Regions from separate parts of the Rattus norvegicus genome. Here region 1 is linked to region 2. Evidence: chromatin contacts called from public Hi-C data. All regions are on one chromosome and are shown on one strand. The core of a region is the stretch at or near the end of the contact, and the rest is flanking DNA. Distances in the headings are between cores, read along the strand shown. Region 1 overlaps Chn2 (chimerin 2). Region 2 holds the start of Chn2 (chimerin 2).

Region 1 (6,364 bases), core at 2,865-5,364, 180 kb after region 2:
CCTTGACCCCAAACTTGCCGTGTGGGCCAGCAAGTCAACAGGGCAGGTTCCTCCCAAGATTGGCCACCGTAAGTGCTGAGGCACTGCTGGGGTCACTTGTATATACCAGGCCGTTAGCTCCCCGCAGAGCCTTCCTGTGTGCTCCTGGAAATTGATTAGAGCTCTCTCCATAGAAAGAATGGATACGAGAAAAGCCTTCCCAGGACAGCTCACGAAGGGCATGTATCCAACCGTCTCCACAGAGTGACCTCACAAAGACGCTTTCCGAGTTGCAACTGGAGATGCCCAGAGCATGTCTTATGTGGCTCAGTGATGAGGGATTAGGTCAAAAGCTGTTAAGAACTCTGGATAGGCAGAGCATTTTTCTATCTCCTGGCACCCCAGAGTAGGCACAGATAGTCATGCAGGTGAGACTGGGGGATGCCAGGATTGATGGTACATTTAGCACCTAGCTGATGCTTCTCTACTGCTTCATTAACCGGGATGGTAGAGATGGGGTTGCAGTCAAAGACTGGTAAGATAATAAAGGGCATCAGAGGTCTTTGGTGTTAGTATCCCTTGCAGAGGTAATGGTCACCTCCCATTAAGGAAGTTTATAAATGATGTGTTTGTATAAATGAGAATGGAATGATCCAGTGTCCTGAGTGACTCATAGGATTGTTCCCAAATGCATACCCGAGGTTAGATCCCGTCTGCTTCCTTCCAGACCCGTGGGTTCCAACAGGGAGCGGCAGCTCTTTGTGACTCTGTTGCTTCTCCTGTTAAATAGAGATAATCACAGTACCCATCTCACAGGATCTCTGAGATGAGATCCAAGCACCCGCTCCAGGCCCAACAAATGGAATGTTCTGGAAGCTACCTCACTTTCCCCGTGTTATCTCACCGGTTGTAATCCTTGGCTTTCTGGCGAGCAGGTTTGGAAACCAGACCTTAAACTACCGGCTCTTCCATGATGGGAAGCATTTTGTGGGTGAGAAGAGGTTCGAATCCATTCACGACCTGGTGACAGATGGCTTGATCACGCTCTACATAGAGACCAAGGCTGCTGAGTACATTGCAAAAATGACCACAAATCCCATCTACGAGCACATCGGATACGCCACTCTCCTCAGAGAAAAAGTGTCCAGAAGGCTGAGCAGGTCTAAAAATGAGTCAAGAAAGGCTGGTGTCACCCACGAGGAACACACACCAGTGGAGAAGGTAAGCAGCCCAGGGCACAGTCATGGGCTATCTAGCTTCAGCTTGTGCTGACAGAGAATGGATAAGGATAGATTTAGTTTGTCAGAGTGTTGGGAAGAATCCTCCCAAGTTTAGAACTGAAGTGCCAAAAGGTCCTTAGACTCTTCCAAGTTAACCCCCTCTTGAGCTTCAGGAGAGAAACTCACGGCCCATAAATGTTCCATGATTTGCTTTATGGTCAGAGGCAGAACTTAGACAGATAGTCATTTGTGGGTTTATTTGTAGTTTGAAAGAAAACATTCCATTATTGTTGGATGCCAAACAGTGGGTGAAAAATGTCTTAAATCTCCCCTTGGGGCCTGCTGGCTGTCTCTGTCTCCAAAATGGGCCAAATGCATGGTATCTGTCTTTGTCCATCCTAGGGATGTGTGAGCATCCATGGGCAGGAGGCTAGCTGCCTTCTGAGGTGAGCTAACTGACAAGAAGAGTTACTGACAGACTTAGAAGCCTTCACCATAATGGCTGCTGTCTCAGGATGGCTTAGTCGAGCTGATTTTCCCCCCAGCAAAGCAAGCTGTGCTTCACTGCTATCAGAAAACCCTTGACTTGGGTGAGTGTGTGAGCTGGGCGTGTTGTAGCAGTGGAAGGATATAGTGAAGGGGACACCATTTCTGTCTCCAGTATCCTGCAGCATATTTGAAAGGCACCAACACCGTTGGCAGGGAGACTTCAGGGATGTGTCCCGTTGGGGACCATCTGCTTTGCCTTGTCATATCCATTTCCCTCTGGGAGTGACAGCTCACCATACCATCAGCACCCCACTGTGGCTGAGCCAAGCCCAGCTTCTGGAGTGGTCTAGGACTGAGCAAAGAGCGATACGCAGAGGGCAAGATGGCAACGCCACTCCTTTGGGAGCTGCTAACCCTTAACTGCAAGTGGCCCCCTGATGCCAGGACTGGTGGAAGCCAGTGAAGGCTTAGGCTGAAGGTAAGGACTAGGCATCCAAGATGGGAGACTCACCGGGTACTGGGGTGGCTGGAGACAGCAGCCAGTCTGTTGGCAGCAAGGGCGTGATGGTAATTGATTTGCTGATTGAGTCTCAGAGCAAAGGAGGGCCTTCTCCAGCATCACATCAGATGAGCAGCTGGCCCATGAAAACATAATTTGCCATTTTCTTTTTATAACTCTAATATCACCCCAACACCTGTGTATTCTTTCAGAAATAATTGATTTGGGATATTTTGGGACTGCTGACTGTTTACATTTAATAGGAAAGCTGTGTGCTCGCACGCGCGCGCGCGTGTGTGTGTGTGTGTGTGTGTGTGTGTGTGTGTGAGAGAGAGAGAGAGAGAGACAGAGAGAGAGAGAGACAGAAAGAGAGAGAGAGAGACAGACAGACAGAGAGAGAGAGAGAGAGAGAGAGAGAGAGAGAGAGCGCGCCATATTTCGAGTTTGTTCTGGTCCAGATGAAAGCTAGTCCTTAGTGTTTGTAAATCTGTTCAAAAGCGATTTAGAATAGGAAATCTGGAAGCTGACCTCCTCAGTCATGATAAATCAGGAGATGAATTGTAAAATAAGTCTCTGAAGTGGTGTTTGTATTTCTGAATCAGAGAGCATTGCCATTTGGAAACACCGTCTGTTACAGAAAGCAGGCCTCACAATGGAAACCAGCAAGGACATCCCATCTGTGGAAGCTGGGCGTTATTTCTGGGCGCTATTCTCAGCAGGAAACTGACATGACGTGATGTGCCCTCTGTCTCAGTTAGGGTTTATGTTGCTGTGATAAAACACCATGACCCAAATGCATGGGTTTACCGGCTTACCCTTCCGCATCACTGTTCATCATCAAAGGAACGCAAACAGGACAGGAACCTGGAGGTGGGAACTGACATGGAAGTGATCCAGGGGCGCCATGTACTGGCTTGCTTCCCATGGCGTGCTCAGCTTGCTTTCTTACAGAACTCAGTATCACCAGACCAGGGATGGCCCCCATGCAGTGGGCTGGGCCCTCTTTCATGGATCACTAATTGAGAAAATTGCTCCACATGCTGACCCACATCCTGATCCTATGTGGGCATTTTCTCAATGGAGGTTTCCTCCTTTCCGATGACTATAGTTTGTATCAAGTTGTCATAAATCTAGCCAGCACACCTTCCCCATAGAACAGTGCTTCTCAACCTTCCTAACGCTGTGACCCTTTAATACAGTTCCTCCCCTTGTGGTGACCCCCAACCATAACGGTATTTTCATTGCCACTTCGTAACTAAATTTGCTACTGTTATGAGTCATAATGTAAATATCTGTTTTCTGAATGTCTTAGGTGACCCCTGTGAAAGGGTCGTTCAACCCCAAAAGGGTTTGAGACGGACAGGTTGAGACCCGCTGTCCTAGAGAACCTGATCAATAACCACATCGAGTGAGCCAGTCTGCACCCATTTACTGGGGAGGAGGGAGGGGAGGAAAGAGAGGAGATGCTGAAGGAAGAAGTCCGTAGTCAGCAGGAAGTTTGATGGACAGTTGTCAAGGGTATGGATTTGCTTGGACACTAATGATGTCCTTGGCTTTCATGAGGAATATTCTGGACAGTAGGTCTGGTCACTGCCTGCCGGGGCACTTATTTTGTTAGTAGCTTATGAACTAACTTGATAAGAATCCATCCATTTCTCCATGACCTGTATTGACAAGTGCGATTAGGAAAAGCCTCAGTCTGGCCAGAGATCCTGTTACTCTTCAGGGCAAGGCAGGGGCCTGTTCTCCATGGAGGCAGGGACTGGAAAAGAGTTGGTGGGAACTTGAGTAGATTGACGGAGAGGAGCCTGAGGTCCCCGTCTGCTTCAGTAATGGCCTTGAGTCTTGAAGGTTTAATAGTGGAACAAGTTGGCTTCCCAGCGGTGCTCAAATCTGCCAGGTCCATCCCACGGCTCACAAACGTTGCTCACCCATTTGTTTTATTGATCATTTCCAAGTAAACCTAGGAAAGAATGTGCTATTACAAATCCAAGAACAGTAACAGTGCTAATTGAAAAAAAAAAAAGATAAATTACCTGCCCCTGTCAGACTTGAGTGGAGTCCAGGTTGCTAGCAATGGACCTGACTTTAGTGACTGTAGATGCGGTGGGGAGGTGGGGAGCCTGCAGATGGAGTGAAGCTGTGAAGGTTCTGCCCCTACCAGTAGGCAAACATCACGATTCTTTATTGAATTAATTGGCTTTTAAAACGTAGTGTGTTTGGGTCACCCATTCGGTGCACTTAATTAAAATGGTCAGTCTAAGTACAATATATGAAACATACTTTAGAATTTATGGCACACATAGATTCTCTACTGGTCTTCAGGAAAGAAGAATCATGGTATGGTCGGCAGTCTATGAATAACACTCAGAGTCTAAACTCAGATTGCACAGACGTGGGACTGTGTCCCATTTTAGACTCAAGGCAACTGTGCCAGATTCGCATGCAGGATTCCCCACGTGTGCCTTAGTCCTGCTTCACACGGGCAGAGAGGAGAGTGAGCCCAGGCTGCCCACCACACGTCAGAGCATCTTAACTCTGTGGAGCAGCCGGACCTCACTGTGCAGTCATTGCCTTTATGGCTCTAAGTAACAACTTGGACTTGGCCACTGTCCTATCAATGGTCATTTTAAAAGTCACTTAGTCTTTTTACATGGTCTGATTTTGAAAATGCAGTACTGTTTCTAGCTATAAGAACCGACCTTTCTCACCAAATGCATCCCGCCGAGTCAAATAGATAATATGGCAAGTGCATCTGTATTAACTGGGTGTAGTCTGATGCAGTAAATTGCACCCATATTTGAAGTGAAAATAATGTGTACCTGTGAGGCGGTAAAAGCACTTTTAATAATACGCAAGTTGAGTATCCTCTGTCCAAGATGTTGGGGAACCAGGGATTTTCCAGATCAACTATTTATCCTTAATCCAAAAACCTGAAAGGAAAAAACTCAGATCCTTTGAAGTCTTAGATGCAGGGGTGTATCAGCTATATCGTATTCATTCGTTCCCTGTTTTAGGGACGCCTAGCGCCCAAGTTCATTTCCCTGTTTTCTCCTTGGCATTCAGCGCCAGTTACAGCCTCCTCGCTCTCTTCCCTGCTTTTGCAGGATGTCAGCCCCAGTTCTGTCTTGTTCATTCATTTCACTGTTTCTCGTGGTAGTAAATGTCAGACAACGACCTCCGTGAGTTCCACAGCAGCTCCTCCTTGTACGGCATGGCGGGCAGCCCTGGGACAAGATGGGGGCTGGGAGGGGGGCAATGCAAAAAAGGAAAGTGCAACTGTATCTTTATGTTTCGTCTATGCAAACCAGGAAAACACAGGTTTTACATGTTTAATTCCTGGCAAGTCATCAAGCTAACAGAGTAGCCATTGTTGATGGTTGGGAGGGGAAGCAAGGGTCTGAAAGGGCGAGTGTGGAAGAGACTTGTCCTCTCCTTGCTTCTGTTTGAAGCTCTTTCAGCTTTGAACTGTGACATATGTAGTATCCATTCAAAGACTGAAACAAGAATAAAACGCCTGTGGTGTCTCACATACACACATCACGTTAAAGCCAAGGAGAGTGCTTTCTGCCCTGGCTGTTGTACGTGCAGAGCAGAGCGGATCCAGATCCCTGCCTCCCACCCCACCCTCTTCATCATGCTCACAGTCCCCCTCCCCTTCCCCCCCCCCCAGATTGTTCACATGGGATCTGCGTTCTCAGGACTTAGTGGAGGTTTGGAACTGGAAGGTTATAGCACGAGGCAGAAATGGCTGCAGTGTGGGAATGACTCCTTGAGATGGGGGTAGATTGATCTTGGCATTTCTGGTCCTCCCATCTCTTCCCCAGAAGCGTCCCAGTCAGCTGCCTTCTTCCATCCATTTCCCTGCTTTCCTCTGGCTGCTACAGGACCAGTGCCCCAGTCACTTTTACATCCTGCCACAGGCACCGAAGCCTCTTAGGTTTCCATTCTCCTACCATAAAGCCCTCACCAGCAACCCTTTCTTCCGCCTCCTTAGGAAACCCTCCTTCACTGAGGACCCCCTTTGGAGAGCACCGCTCTGTCCCCTCCCACACACACAGGTAACCCCTTCACTTGTAGTTTCCTGGGCCCCAGCTGCCCATCTTGGTAGCTTTGTCTGCTTTGCCCCTGACCTGAAGGCAGTTACCATGCCAAGGAGAAAGGCTTGCTCAGCCCT
Region 2 (6,602 bases), core at 3,324-5,823:
GTTCTGCCTGCCTTCAAACTTCAAAGGAACGCTAAAATAAAATAACAGATTATATTAATGTAAGGGTACCCTGAAAGCAGTAAATATTAGGAGTTACAAGAGTCCCGGCTGATGAAGAGGCAGGGCACTGACTGTAAACGTGTTGCTCTTTTGCTTTTGCCATTTCAGTTAATCTTGTTCAAGGCTAGAGTGTTCTCACATACCTGTCTACTGACTGCCCTTTGTGCCCCAGAGGTGTTGTTCATCACTCGGTGATCACAGCCCCTGGGGAGAAAAGTCATTCAATTCTTTGCTCTTGTATTCAGAAGAGATCTCTTGATGACCTACTGTGTGCAAGGCATGTTAAATTACACAAAGGCTTGACAAATAACATTGGCCCATTCTCCGCCCATTCCCCGCCTTTTCCCCGCCCATTCCCCTCCCCCTCCGAGAAACTTTTAGTGATGAAGGTGAGAAAACTGTCACCACAGCCAGCAATGCCATTAAGACAAGACAGAACTGAGATCTGTTGGTAGAGAGTGAAAGCATTCCATGGAAGAGCTGGCAGGGAAATGAGAAGATTCTCTGGACAAAGTGCCTTCTGGTGAACTTTGCCCACAGCTCACTGGTCAACGGGAAGGACCTGGACAGAAACTGGTGTTGACAGCTCCTAGGTACACAGGGCACAAAGGGAAAAGATCACAGCTGAGAAGGAGTCAGCAGGAAGTACAGTTAGAAAGGGGAATCACAGAAAGGAAGGTTTTGAAGGTAGAGAGCCCTGTTCAGTTACTCAGGTTTGACATACCCAGTGACCTAGGCTGCAGGGCAACTTGCTTCATGAATTTCTGATGTGGTGATGAAATCGGTGTTACAATTATTGCTAGGGGCTGGTAAGATGGCTCGATGAGTAAGGATATTTGTCCTCAAGCCTGAGGACTTGGGTCTGAGTTCAATTTCTGAGTAGAAGGAGGACACTTGACTCCTGTAAGTTGTCCTCATGTGCAAGCATGGGTGTGGATACACAGGCAAACACACACACATACGTACACACACACACACACATGCACACATGCATAAACACATGGCACACACACATGCACACACAGACACAGATACACACATGCATACACACACATGCATACACACATGTATACACACATAAACATATAAACAATATACCCTTACGTACAAACACATAGACAGACATATATGGTACAAACACATAAACATGTGTAAATGCACATACATGAATACACACCAAATAAATGTAAAAATAGAAAAGAAAGTAAGTGAGTGCTAAGTTAAATGGCAACTTTAAATTCTATGTCAGAGCACATTATTGACAAACTCTCCTTTTTCCCTCGATCCTTTATCATTTGGAGGAAGCTGGACGCAGTATTTAAGAAAATTGTACTGGATCGTGTTAGACTCCTACCAATAGCACCTATACAGAATTGTGTGGTGCTGTTGAGAAGTGAATTAAATGCACGAATGAAGGTTTTATCATTTCACTTGGGGAAGCATGTCGGGAGGCCTGCCACCAGGGGCTCCTGCGCCTACTGACAAAGAGACTTAGCACTTCGCATCAGGTCCTGCTTGTTAATTTACAGTCTGAAATATCTGATCAGGAGACTCAAGCCCCTCGGTCTTTGAACCGGAGAAAGTGGATCTGGACTACGAGTGGCTACGTTTTCCCTGATGATTAACATTCAGCTGTCCCAATGAGCCATCAACTTTCAGATATCAGTCCAGAAACTGTTTTAGGTTTGTTCTTCAAAACGACCGACTCCATCTACCTCTGACCACAAGCTGGGCCTCACGGAAGCTCTCTCTTCTACTTTCGGATTGCATTGTTTTTACCTGGTGGTGGTGCCTTCACAGTGAGAACCTGTCCATCCCTTCATCTATCTGGAGTAATGAAGATTATTACTGGGCCATATTTTGGTTTTTTTTTAAATATTTATTATTTTACCTATATGTTTTGCCTGCATGTTTGTATGTTGTTTTAGCTTGGGTTACACTGCTGTGAAGAGACACCAGAATCAAGGCAACTCTTATAAAGGAAAACATTTAATTGGGGCTGGTGTATAGTTCAGAGGTTTAATCCACTGTTTTTGTCATGGTAGGAAACATGCTGGCATGCAGGCAGACATGGTGCTGGAGGAGCTGAGAGCTCTCCATCTTGATCTGCAGGCAGCAAGAAGGGGACTGGCTTCCACACTCAATGGAGTTTGAGCATGGCACACCTCAAAGCCCACCTCCACAGTGACACACTTCCTCTAACAAGGTCACATCTCCTCCAATAAGACCACACCTCCTAATAGTGCTACTCCTTATGGCCAAGCATTCAAGCCACGAGTCTATACGGGTCATTCCTATTCAAACTACCACATATGCATACCACTTGGGTTCCTGGAGAAAGAAAACATTGTTCGAATGTTTGGTTCTACCTTTCAGCTAAACAATTTACAACCTCTTGGAATACAGTCTTGAATAGCACGATATGGTATCACAACTAGTATTTTTCTCAAGCTTATTCTCCATGTTATCAGTAGTAGAAGTGGAGAAACAGGACTATAAAGTATTTGCTGACATCCTTGTTTGAACTGAGATGCTGGTTTTCTTCAATGCCCACGTAGTAATGATCTTGTCCAGCGACAGCCTTGCCCACCATCTAGAGATCCAGAGGACTTTGTAAATTACTAGCCAGACAACTGAATGTCATGTCGTGCCTTGAACTCTGGGTGTGCAAGAAGTTCCACTCCCATAGAGTGGTCCAGAGCATGCTGGGTGAGTGTATGTACCCACAGGGCTCCAGATGAAGTCACCTCAAGCTTGCACTGCCCTCCAAAAGTGCATGGGATGAGGAGACTTAGCAGTACCTGAGTCTAGCTGACCCAGGCAGATCTGTCTTAAGAGCCCTATAAATGGAGTCCATGATGATACAGCTCAGTGGAGCTGAAGTGGCTCATGGGAGTTCAACAAGAGGTTCCCCCCCCAAACTAATCAACAAATAAATGTGGGTGGGGGCACTTGTTGGGCAGTCACACTGGGATGGCATCCTAGGGGGAAATTTTAAAATATACTTTAAATCAAGTAGAAAATGTGACATGAGTGCATATCGTGATCATTTAACACTTATTATTCACTGTACACGAGGTCCTCTGCAGATGTGGAGGCCCCCAGGACGTGGCCGCTGTTCCGAGTCACTCCTGATAATTTTCAAATGGACTATGCCCTTCTTAGCCATGTTTTTCAAAATCGTGCTGCTCCCAATGCGAACACTTTCCGTTTTGCTCTATAATGAGAGTACTTTCATTCCTTTAATGTTTGCTTTTTTTCCTTTGATCTAACAATTTCTGTTCAAATTTCACAGTTTTCTGTAGCTTTAGGAATGAAAGAACCGATTACTCTGCTGGGAGCGTGAAACGGATTTTAAAATATATATCTGCATGACATTTCCTTCCAGTGAAATTAATTTAGGTTTAAATACAGGAGAATGGCACAGACCAGCCCCAGTCCCTTTCTCTCATACACCTAGGCAATTCCTTATCCTTAAAGGCTTCAGTTGCACCTGCTGCAGTCTTAGTCTTTTGTGAGGACCCGAACAAGGGGCAGAGGACCACTTTCTTTGTGTAAGACCGATGCCACCTTTGGGATGTCTCTATTTTTATTTTTTTTTAACACCAGTCTCAGAAGCATAGTGGACTTTTGGGGCACGGTCCCTGCCAGTGACTGGAGTACTTCAGTGTAGCCAGATCGGCTCCCTGAGTGGTTTAGGAGACCTACACCAGGGCAGGGACCTTCGATTCCTGACCAACAAAGGACAAATTGTAGGGTGGTGGAAAGGGCGCTTCCCAGCCTCGGTGGCATCCTGGCCTGCTGCCCCGCACCTAATCCTCAGAGACCTCGCCTTCGCCTTCTGGGACCCCCCCCCCCGCACTCCCTCCCCACACTGTGTGGTTGCTCCAGAGCCTAGAGCTTGCTGCCACCTTCCTCCTACAACCCCTCCATCCCCTTCTCTAACTCGGGAAGCAGCGCTGTACACTGCTGCTCGGTCCGCTGCGCGTCCCTGGCGGTTTGCCCAACACCTCGGGGCAGGCTCCGAGTCCTGATGGTCCCCACCCCTTGGTCCTCAGCCTCCCCCAGCAGCCAGGGGTGCTGGAGCTGTCAAGCGGGCAGAGTGGATTCAGCCCGGAGCGCCGGCGTTCCTCTCCTCCTTCCTTTGTGTGCGCGCGCGAGCTGAGTTGGGGAGGAGGGAGAAGGGGGAGGTCGCTGTCTATCTGTCTCCCCCGCCTTTGCCCGGGCCGCTCGAAGTGCGGCGGCGGAGGCTGAATTCTCTAGAGCTGGTGCTGGGAGCCCAGGGGTGCCCAGGTTCCAGTCGCGCGCAGGGAGCGGGCTCGCAGCGGGGACAGCGGGGACGCTGAGAGCGGTGGTCCCATCCTCCTGGCCGGCCGCCTCGGCCTCGCTGCGCCCCTGCCACTCCGACGCCCGTAGCGGAGCGCGCCCAGGCGCCGAGAGGGACAGCGAGCACGAATAAATAGCGGCGGCGGCAGCGCGTCATCTGGCGGAGCAGGAAGTGCAGGCAGAGTCCGGAGGCCGGTGCTTCCCGCGCGTCCCCAGGACTTTGCCATGGGCTGGGGGCCGCGCGGGCTGCGAGCGGCCGGCCGAGGGCAGCGGCGACGCCGCCCGCACCGGGACTGAGCAAGCAGCGACGCGCGGCGCCGAGATGGCAGCGTCCAGCAACTCTAGTCTGTCCGGCTCCTCCGTGTCCTCTGGTGAGTTTCAGCGCGCGGTCGCCTGTGCGGGGATGGAGAGTCTACCTGTGGCCGTCCCGCCCGCTCTAGGAGAGCGTGGCGCGGGGCACCAGCGTCCCCGGGACACTTGTTAAGGTGGTCAGCACCTCCTCGTCTGACCTGTGACAGCGTAGAGGTGGGACTCGGTAGTGTCCTAGGCTTGCGGACCAGGAGTCTGGGGCTCCTGGCGAGCAGTAGCTGCCAGCAGCCTTGCACTTTCTGCACAGCTGGAACGGGGGCAGAAAGCGCCGGGAAGGTGAGGGCACAGCTGAGCTCCGGACCTGTGTATCTTGGCGCCTGCTACCCTGGATACCCAGAGCCAAAGAAGGGTGCAAACCCTAGCTCCTTGCAGACTCGGATTTCTTTGTTTGTTTCAGAAATTAGCTCCTTGGAGACACTCGCTTGGGGCATGGGTTTGAGAGAGCAGCCAGGAGGAAAATGTGTCTTGCTCGTCCTACTAAAGTGGGATAGTGGAATGGAGGTCGAGCCCAGCCTCTCTGACTCCTGGCATGTTTACCCTGTGAACTGTGTGTGTGTGTGTGTGTGTGTGTGTGTGTGTGTGTGTGTGTGTGTGTGTGTAGACAGAGACAGAGAAACAGAGAGAGAGACAGAGACAGACAGAGAGACTGTGAGACAGACACAGAGAGCATGTGTGTGTGCAGGAGCGAGCGAGGGGGGCTCTAGACGCGTTCTTATCCTACGCTGTAATTTTACTTTCAAGGCTTCCATTTTTTTTCTGTGTTAAATGTGGCTGGGTGAAAAAAAGGGCTTTCAGCTTTTCTATGGTTGATCAGCAGGTCTAATTGAACAGAAAAAAAATGATAATGAATGCAAAGGCATAAGAATCAATGGAGGCAGCCCCTCTGGTTTCTGAACATGACAGGTTTCTAATCAGAATGATGCATTAGGTACAGTTCCCCTACCCCTTTGGTCACTGAAAACTTTAATAAGAAACCCTGAAGGGATGGCTGTTAAGACACACAGTTCTGTTTGACATACAGAACTCAAGGGTCAAAGAAAAGTCTTAAAGTCCTAGTGGGAATGCTCTGTGTATTAATATTGTATGGTGTCCCATTGAATTCTTTTTCTTTATTCTCCAAAAATTAAATTCAGTGTGGAGAAGAGATGCAGCATTGGGCAGGAAGGCAGGCATGAAAGGAACCACAGCTGTGGATGTGTAACTAACCAAATTGTAGACACAAGGTGACTGTGACCAGAGAGTAGTTGTTCTCTTGAATGCTTGCTACATGCTATCTTTTCTTGGTCAGGTTTAGTCCCATGGAAATGACACTTCCTTTAATGAGTGCTGTCAACTAATAAAAACAGCATTGTTAGGTGCCGGGTAGTTTGAGCTGCTGGCAGTAGGGACTGGTGGGCAGAGCAGTCAGCTCTTATTAAGAACAGCAACAAGTTGACCGCCTGTGGTTTTAATTCTGAGAACTCAGCAAATGCTAGGGCTTATTTTTAGTACCCTCAAACCACTGCCACTGCGTTTCAATTCATTTTGGTTGACTAACATTGAATTTAAAATGCAGAGATGCTGCCTTCCTATTAGCACATGTTTCTCCCTCTCCAAAGCCTGCCCACTCCATGAACTGAGGGGATAAAGGTAGCAAGGGGAGGACCGAGGAAGGATGATGATGAGGAGGAAACAGGAGACAGCATCATCTTAGGATTCCCTGGAGGCGTAGGGTACCGATGCTGTGCCATCTGAAATTCTGGATCTTGATACAGCTTAAGAAGCCTAGGTCAGCCCTGGGAAGACTTTGCTGCTCATAGCAGCCAGGATAAGCTTTGGAGGGCGGTGACTGCAGAGAGGACAGCAGG

The links. Hi-C and Micro-C count contacts between places; a contact is called where the count stands out from the background.
Region 1: a Hi-C map of liver shows a contact between it and region 2, with 5 times the contacts expected there. The contact joins the enhancer-like site here to the promoter of Chn2 in region 2. A contact is called at or near these places in 12 of 12 Hi-C or Micro-C datasets (the A7r5 cell line, the Rat2 cell line, Schwann cells and 7 more) and 1 of 1 datasets of contacts at active chromatin or transcription factors (oligodendrocytes).

Annotation. Positions count from the first base shown.
Region 1 is chr4:84,658,892-84,665,255 of GRCr8, forward strand. It overlaps Chn2 (chimerin 2), which reads left to right. Exons shown (of 13, transcript NM_032084.2): 6 at 915-1,200. Among named protein-coding and RNA genes, the nearest start is that of Prr15, 100 kb to the right of the region's middle. Within about 2 kb of position 4,115, at least 1 of the 93 cell types and tissues checked has an H3K27ac peak or open chromatin away from gene starts, as enhancers often do. A contact at or near this core is called in liver, where this site is marked.
Region 2 is chr4:84,474,416-84,481,017 of GRCr8, forward strand. It overlaps Chn2 (chimerin 2), which reads left to right and starts at 4,574. Exons shown (of 13, transcript NM_032084.2): 1 at 4,574-4,757. The coding sequence starts at 4,709.